Regions from separate parts of the Sus scrofa genome. Here region 1 is linked to region 2. Evidence: chromatin contacts called from public HiChIP or PLAC-seq data. All regions are on one chromosome and are shown on one strand. The core of a region is the stretch at or near the end of the contact, and the rest is flanking DNA. Distances in the headings are between cores, read along the strand shown.

Evidence for each region. HiChIP or PLAC-seq counts read pairs in DNA pulled down with a chosen protein or histone mark.
Region 1: an H3K27ac HiChIP or PLAC-seq map of alveolar macrophages shows a contact between it and region 2. The contact joins two enhancer-like sites. A contact is called at or near these places in 1 of 47 Hi-C or Micro-C datasets (embryonic fibroblasts) and 1 of 2 datasets of contacts at active chromatin or transcription factors (alveolar macrophages).

What each region holds. Positions count from the first base shown.
Region 1 is chr5:47,438,074-47,442,121 of Sscrofa11.1, forward strand. The region is part of intron 56 of ITPR2 (inositol 1,4,5-trisphosphate receptor type 2); the gene reads left to right. Among named protein-coding and RNA genes, the nearest start is that of SSPN, 170 kb to the right of the region's middle. Within about 2 kb of position 1,543, at least 1 of the 83 cell types and tissues checked has an H3K27ac peak or open chromatin away from gene starts, as enhancers often do. A contact at or near this core is called in alveolar macrophages, where this site is marked.
Region 2 is chr5:47,260,339-47,264,244 of Sscrofa11.1, forward strand. All of the region lies in intron 38 of ITPR2 (inositol 1,4,5-trisphosphate receptor type 2), which reads left to right. Among named protein-coding and RNA genes, the nearest start is that of ITPR2, 330 kb to the left of the region's middle. Within about 2 kb of position 1,468, at least 39 of the 83 cell types and tissues checked have an H3K27ac peak or open chromatin away from gene starts, as enhancers often do. A contact at or near this core is called in alveolar macrophages, where this site is marked.

The sequences.
Region 1 (4,048 bases), core at 293-2,792, 180 kb after region 2:
AATACAATCTGCATTGTATAGTTGTATTGCTGAATCATTCCCTACATTTTTCAGCAAATTAAAAGAGTTATGAGGCAATGGGGCTTGAGGTAAAAAGATTATTCTGAGGAACCAAAATGTGGGGTAATTATGCTAAATCTTACATGATATATAAGCCATGACCAAGGATATAAATCATAACCAAGTACCTTAAATAATGTGGAATAGATGTTGTTATAATTCCAATAGATAATGTAATTTACAACCCAAGACAACACAATTAGATGTGAGGCTATTTGATAACAATCTTTTAAGTTCCAAATAAGTACCCCAAGTTCCAAAAAATTATTAAACTTTGGACAACTGCAATGGCCAATAAAAATATTTTTATCCTAACTGTCACACAAAGATGCAATCAAATTACGTTAAAATTGTCATAGAAAAAAAATAGATATTCATGTCTGCTTGGTGGGATGTATAAGATGTAACAGAACATCTGTTGAGGAACTAGGAATACTTTGAGCTCAACAGGCCTTTGGAAGCCTTGGAAGTGCTACTAACCCTGGCAAAACCATGAGTTTTTCCATTCCCAGTGATAAATATTCAATCCAAATAAATCCTGTTTGTTAGGGCACTAAAAAGCCTTGTCAGCTCAGAAGTTAAGTAGGCATGCATTCACTGACAGCATATTGATGCCACAAATGGGCCAAAGTGCAGACTCTCCCATAATCTAATTTTCGAGCACAAAGTTAAGTCAAAGCCAAAACTGGCTTCAAGGGCAAGGCTTCTTCAACACAGTTCATAGCATGACCCTGGGCTCTGGGGTGAGGCAAAGTCAATGGCCAACATCACTCCTTTCTCCGAAACAGTGAGCCTTGAAGTGAGGTGACAAGGACACCAGAGCTGGAAAGGGAAGAGATAAACTTGATGTGTGGAGGGGCTTCTCTGGGCCCCCTTGGGGTGAGACAAATGAGGAGGAGGAAGTAGAAGAGAATTAATAGTATGCTCAGTAAAATACCCTGAAAAAGCCTCATCCCTTTCCTTCTTTCTAATTAACAATCCAGATACACCAGTATCTGGGCTCTGACTGTGTGGGCCCCTGGGAAGCCTGACCACAGGCTGCCCTTGCAAAGGAATAGAGACAAAAATAGAATTCTTCCACTCTGGGGTGGCCTCCCTCTCCTCTCTGTATGTCAGTGATTTTCACAACTGTAGATTTTGAAATGCACAGTGACTTGAGGAATTTACATGTTTAAAAGTGGGCAGAGAGAGGCAAAAGTGGCATGGGTTGGGGGGGCTCTGGAACATGTGAATAGGCTCTTCATTCCCACAGGGTTACTAACGGGGGTGGGGAGGTGGCGGGAAAATGCTCTGAAACTCCCAAATAGCACTTGACATGGAAAATGTTAAAACTCACGTCATGGCAACTCCTTGTTCTTGTCCCTGAAAAATCTGTTGATTTCAGGGGCGTCATAATCCCATGAGGCCAGTTACAGACCCGTCCTCCCACTCTCTCCATCCTCTTTGCCCCAAGCATATGTTCCCACATCCTACACCTACACTGCCCTGACTCCTGCTCAGCTCTCCTCCCACCAGAAACTTGTTATAAATATTAGTTCTCATTCCCCACAGGGGAAGAGCATTGCGCTAGTTCTTCTACATCATTTCATCAAATCCTTACACAGATCCTAAAAGAGAATAAGCATTATTATCCCCGTTTTCAGAGGAAGAAACTTAAATAATAATCTTCTCTGAAGTACATAAATGAGAGGCAAAGCTGGGATTCAGACAGAGAGTAAGCTGCCTCCAAAACCCCTGCCTTTTCAATCACACCCTGCTTTACCTGTCCCTGCTCATCCAAGCCTTGTCTTATTCGGGGGCTGTCAAGAGTGGTTTCACCTTGGTTGGTGTTAACACAGAGTCTTCCCAACATGGCACAAGTCACTTCACCTTTTACCTGAATATTCCTCACCTCTGACCCTTGAAAAAATGCAGAGCAGTGGCAAAACACATTTCTTCCTCTGCATTCTCCATTTTGGCCTTGACATTTATTCAGCTAACATTTATTGAAAGCCTACTATGTGCCAGACACTGTTCTAGGCTCTAAGAACAAGCTAGACAATGCCTACCTCCCTAGAACTTGCACTCTGTTACTGAAAACAGACAAATAACTATATAATGAAGACCATGTCAAGGAATAATGAGGAAAAACACATGATTATCTCAATAGACACATAAAAGGGATTTGACAAAATTCAACATCCATTCATGATAAAAACTCCATCAAAGTGGGTTTAGAGGGAAAATATCTCAACACATTAAAGGCCATTTTACAACAGACCCACAGCCAATGTAATACACAACAGTGAAAAGCTGAAAGCCTTCCCACTAAGTTCAGAAACAAAACAATAATGCCCACTCTCACTGCTTCTGTTTAACATAGTATTGGAAGTGCTAACCACAGCAGTCAGACAAGAACAAGAAATAAAAAGTATCCAAATTGGGAGTGAAGAGTTAAAACTGACACTGTTTTCAGATGACGTGATATTCTATATAATAACCAATCCTAAAGCCTCCATCCAAAAACTATTAGAACTAATTAATTCAGCAAGGTTGCAGGATACAAGTTTAATATACAGAAATCTATTGCATTTCTGTAAACTAATAATGAAATGTCAGAAAGAAAAAGTAAAGAAACAATCCACTTTAAAATTACATCCCAAAAACATAATACCTAGAAATAAACCTAACCTAGGAGGTGAAGAACCTACACTCTGAAAACTATAAAACATTGATAAAGGAAATTGAAGATGATTCAGAAAGATGGAAAGATATCTTATGCTCTTTGATTGGAAGAATTAGTATCATTAAAATGCCACTGAAAGCAAACTATAGATTTAAGGTAATCCCTATCAAAATACCCAGGATTTTCACAGAACCAGAACAAGTAATCCTAAAATTTATATGGAACTGCAAAACTCCAAGTTGCCAAAGCAATCCTGGGCAGGGGGTGGGGGGGGGGGAAGAAACCAGAGGTATGGCCCTTCCGGACTTCAGACTAAACTAGAAAACTACAATAATCAAAACAGCACAGGGAGTTCCCTGGTGGCTCAGTGTGTTAAAGATCTGGCATTATTACTACTGCAGCTCAAGTTGCTGCTTTGGCATGGGTTTGATCTCTGGCCCAGGAATTTCCATATACCACAACTGCAGCCAAAAAAAAAAAAGAAAAGAAAAGAAAGAAAAAACCAGTGTGGTATTGACACAAAAACAAAAACAGACATGTAGATCCAATGGGACAGAATAGAGAGTCTAGAGATAAACACAGGCACCTATGGTCAATTTACCTGTGACAAAGGAAGCAAGAATATATAATGGAGAAAAGACAGTCTCTTCAACAAGTGATGCTGGGAAAACTGGACAGCTTCATGTAAAACAATGAGATTAGAACACTCTCTCATATCACATACAAAATTAAACTCAAAATGGTTTACCCAAACGTAAGACCTGAAATCATAAAACTCCTACAAGAGAGCATAGATGGAACACCCTTTGACACAAATTATAGCAATATTTTCTTGGATCAGTCTCTTAAGGCAAGAGAAATAAAGCAAAAGTAAACAAATGAGTCCTAATTAAACTGATGAGGAAAAACAGAGCAAGCTAAAGAAATGGGGAGGGGGATACATTCTATTGGAGTGAATGAGCAAGCCATGCAAGGATCTAGGGATCAGCCAGAGCCAGTCCCTGACAGTAATGGACTGGGCACAGAAGGAGGACTAGCAGGGCAGCCCACATGGCTGGCGCTAGTGAGGAAGTTCAGATGGCAGCCAAGGAGGCAGGAGGGGAGAGGGACAGAGACTGGATCACCAGGGCCCCCTGGGCTGGGAATGGAGTTTATATTTTATGCTAGGAAAATACATTCTAAAAAATACATCAGTGCTTTCACTTTTTTATTCAACATTATCAGTTATTTATAATACACAAAATTCACTCCTGCCAAGGACATGGATAAAACATACTAGGGTAAATAGTTCAATTCACAAAACATTCACAGGCTGGTAAATTT
Region 2 (3,906 bases), core at 218-2,717:
GAAAGAAGGCAAGGGTTAAATGTCTAGGTTTATACAATAGCTCAATTATTAGTAATCCAATAATATTACTTGAAATACTTAGTATTTTTAAGTTGCCCATATTCTAATCAATCCTTGGAAATAAAATGATGAGTATATAAGGCTGGGAATTTATAGAAGACCCTATAGGTCATTTTCAGGAATAACCAGCTTATGTTTGACAGTTGGTTATACTTTGTATAGATAGATGTGAATATGATGTAAATGCTATGTAAATAGTTGCCAGCCTTTGGTAACCTTATTTTGCTTTTTGATCTTTGGTTGGTTGAATTCTTCGAGGCGGGGATAACAGATAAGGGCTGACTATATTTTCCTTTACTCTCATACTTTATTTCTGGCCACCAAGTGTCTAAGTTTCCTCTCGCATTGACCAGTTTTCCACCACCAGCTGGTGGTCTTACAAATAACTCAATTCTGACACTTCCTACCTAGTGTTAGTATCAGATCCCACAGTTAAGGGGTCAGTTCTAAAGGCTGCCTCCCTCCTTCAGATGCCAAAGCAAGTTCAGGTTTCTACCTGTGTTCTCTCTGACTGGCTATACATCCAAGGTTCCCATGACCTCCTCCTCAGGACGGATAATTTGCTAGAGTGGCTCACAAAACTCAGGAAAAACAGTTTCCTTACTAAATTACAAGTGTATTATGAAAGGGTACAACTCAGGAGTAGCCACATGGAAGAGATGCATGGGACAAGCATATGAGAAGGGGTGTGGCCCTTCCACGCCCTCTCCTGGCGTGCCACCCTCCCCAACACCTCCATGCATTCACCAGCCCACACAGTCCTCTAGGGCTTTTTATGGAAACTTCATCCTGTAGGCATGATTGATTGTTAACTCTGTTTCCAGCCTTCTCCCCTCTCTGGGGAATGGGGGTGGGGGCTGAAAGTTCCAGACTTCTAAGTGTGATTTGGTCTTTCTGGTGAGCCAATCAGGTGCCTGCCAAGAGTTGCCTCATTTAGAACCAAAGATGCTGCCATCACTCAGGAAGTTCCAAGGGATTTAAGAGCTCTGTGTCAGACACTCCTATTATTCAGGGAATTAGAAGGATTTGAGGAGCTTCTTGTCAGGAACCAAGGTCAAAGACCAAAGATCAGCAGAAACCATGGGCAGAGACTATTATTATTTCACACATTGCCCTTATTATTTTTCTTCCCGTTTCATTATTGGAAAGGTGAAATATTTGCTGTTTGCTTTCTCTCTTGCTTGCTTAGAAGCTGCAGTGTTATACGTGTTTTCTATCCTGATAGAATCTTGTATGCTGTGTGACTGGTTTTAAAGGAACTGTTTCTACCAGTAGGGAAATGGTCCCTGTTTTATTCGCTGCTGTGAAAGGCTTAAAACATGTGACTGTCCATGTGAACAGCCTGTGCAGATTAAAGCTGCAGGGCATGATTGGAGGAGACACGGACTGCCAAGCCACGAGGCGGCTAAGAAGGCGTCCTCTGCCAACGACAGCATGGGATTATGTAACGCCTGCAGTGTCTGGCACTGTGCTCCACTGGAGACACATCACGTGTTGTGCAATGCTCTTGGCCCTGAAATTCAATTAGATTGCTTTGAATGATCCGTGAGTCTGCATGAGATAAGCTTTTACTGCTCTACACTAGAAAGCAAATGGGTTGATTAGCCCCACATAAATTGAGAAATTGCCGTTATAATTCCAGCAAGGATATTTGCATTATATATACATCATCCTGCAACAGAGGAGCAGAATTTAAGCATTATGTAACCTGACTAAATAATGGGGAGAGGGACCCATCCCTTACGACTAGAAAAAAAATATTTTCTTACAGTCACTTAGGAATAACGTTTCTTTTTTAAAAAAGAGATGTTGCCATTGTGTGGGGGGATTGGCTTAAAGGCTGCCTGTGTGGGGTTTTTTTTGTTGTTGTTTTTGGTTTTTTTTAGTGCCATGACCTATGAATGAAAATAAAGAAATTCATAGAATGATGATTTGGTGGGCGGAGAAGAAACTTTTGTTAGAAAGACTTTTAAATTGTGAGTTCAGTGGCCTTTTTGTATTTGAGTTTACTCTCTTTGTGAAGTTGTAGCTAATCAACTTACAGAATTGGGCACCATCAGAAATTAACCCCACATTGTTTGAATGAACTTTTTAATATCTTTTCACAAAGGAAGATCTGGGATGGAGGAGGCAAGGTAATAGTAAATGTTGAGAAACTGAGACCTTGGAATGAAATTGAGGTTGTTTGCATACTAAGGGCTTAAAGAGCCACTGGGAAGCTACCAAAATCAATGATGTGAGCTTGACTTTCCCAGCTCCTCATACTCCCATTTTCCAAATAGGACTTGAGGTTTCAACCGAAAGCCCTAGTGAGAAATTAATATTCATTAGGAGAGTTCCCACTGTGGCTCAGCCGTAAAGAACCCAACTAGCATCCATGAGGATGTGGGTTCGACCCCTGGCCTTGCTCAGTGGGTTAAACATCCGGTGTTGGTGCGAGCTGTGGTGTAGGTTGCAGATGTGGCTTGGATCCTCCGTTGCTGTGGCTGTGGTGTAGGCAGGCAGCTACAGCTCTGATTCAACCCCTAGCCTGGGAACCTCCATATGCTGCAGGTGCAGCCCTAAAAAAAACCAAAAAACAAAAAAAGAATTGTTTAGGACACTCAGTTGAAACCAAAAGCTCGAAATGCTATGCAGAGCACTTCTATTTTATATATTAACAGATTAGTAGTCCCATTCCTTTCTGATTTTAGGTAAGGTAGTCTTGAACTATAGCAAAACCACCACTCTAGTGGCTTTTTCCCTATTGAAAAAGGATTTTATTTCTCTCTTATCCTTTGAAAACCTTAGGACACGAATTCGTCCAGTGTAACCATATATCCTGACTTTAGTGCAAGTGGATATTCACAAGTAGGTTGTTTTCTAAAAAGTCATAGTAAAACCCAGATTTTAACAATTTTTCGTTTTGATAGATTATCTGAATTTTGTGAGATTTAGCATACATAGGTATTTCACATTGTTTTAACTTTTCTAACTATGTGCAGTAGGTATTATTACTAGTATTTTTATTAACCAAAGGGAAAACTGATGTGTAGAGAGGTACAATGAGCTCCCCAGGGCCACGCCGCAAGGAAGTGACAGGATAGGGCATCCAAAACAGACCATAAGCATTTTTATCCCACTATGTTAGTGGTTCCCAAATGTTGTTTCAAAGACTGGTGCCAGGCTGGCCCATATTTAAAGGAAATTCTATTTTATTATGTCTAGAGTGAAGGCCAGGGATTCTTTCATTTTAAAATAGCTTCCCAGGTATTTCAAATGTAAGATAAGAGCTGGTAGCTACTTCATGTTTAATATTCTGAGCTATAGAGATAGCATTAGAACATCTCTGTTTATGCTGTACTTCATATATATTTGTTCTGTTCATCTTTCTGATATATATATATGTGTGTGTGTCTGTCTGTCTATGTATCTTTCTATCTCTCTCTCTCGTGTATTCAAACCAACCTGTAAAAACACAGTTCACTGTTTTTTTGTTGTTCGTTGGTAAAACTTTAATATAAAATATATCTTTCCAAACTGGATATAAAATATTTGTGGTTAATGTAGTCATATTTTATGATATTTAAAATAAAATAGTGGGAAATGTAATTCAATAAATGACAACTTCATAGTTCCCGCTGTGGCACAATTGGGTTAAGGGTCTGGCATTGCCGCAGCTGTGGCGTAGGTCACAGCTGTGGCTAGGATTTGATCCCTGGTCTAGGAACTTCCATATACCATGGTAGGGTGAAAAAAAAAAAGACATCTGCTATAAAAAGGCGGCTAGCCTCCGGGTCTTAAAATGAGGCTAGCCATTGTAACTTTGTTAATGAGTAAAGTCAGAGTTGGTTTAATGAGTTGGTG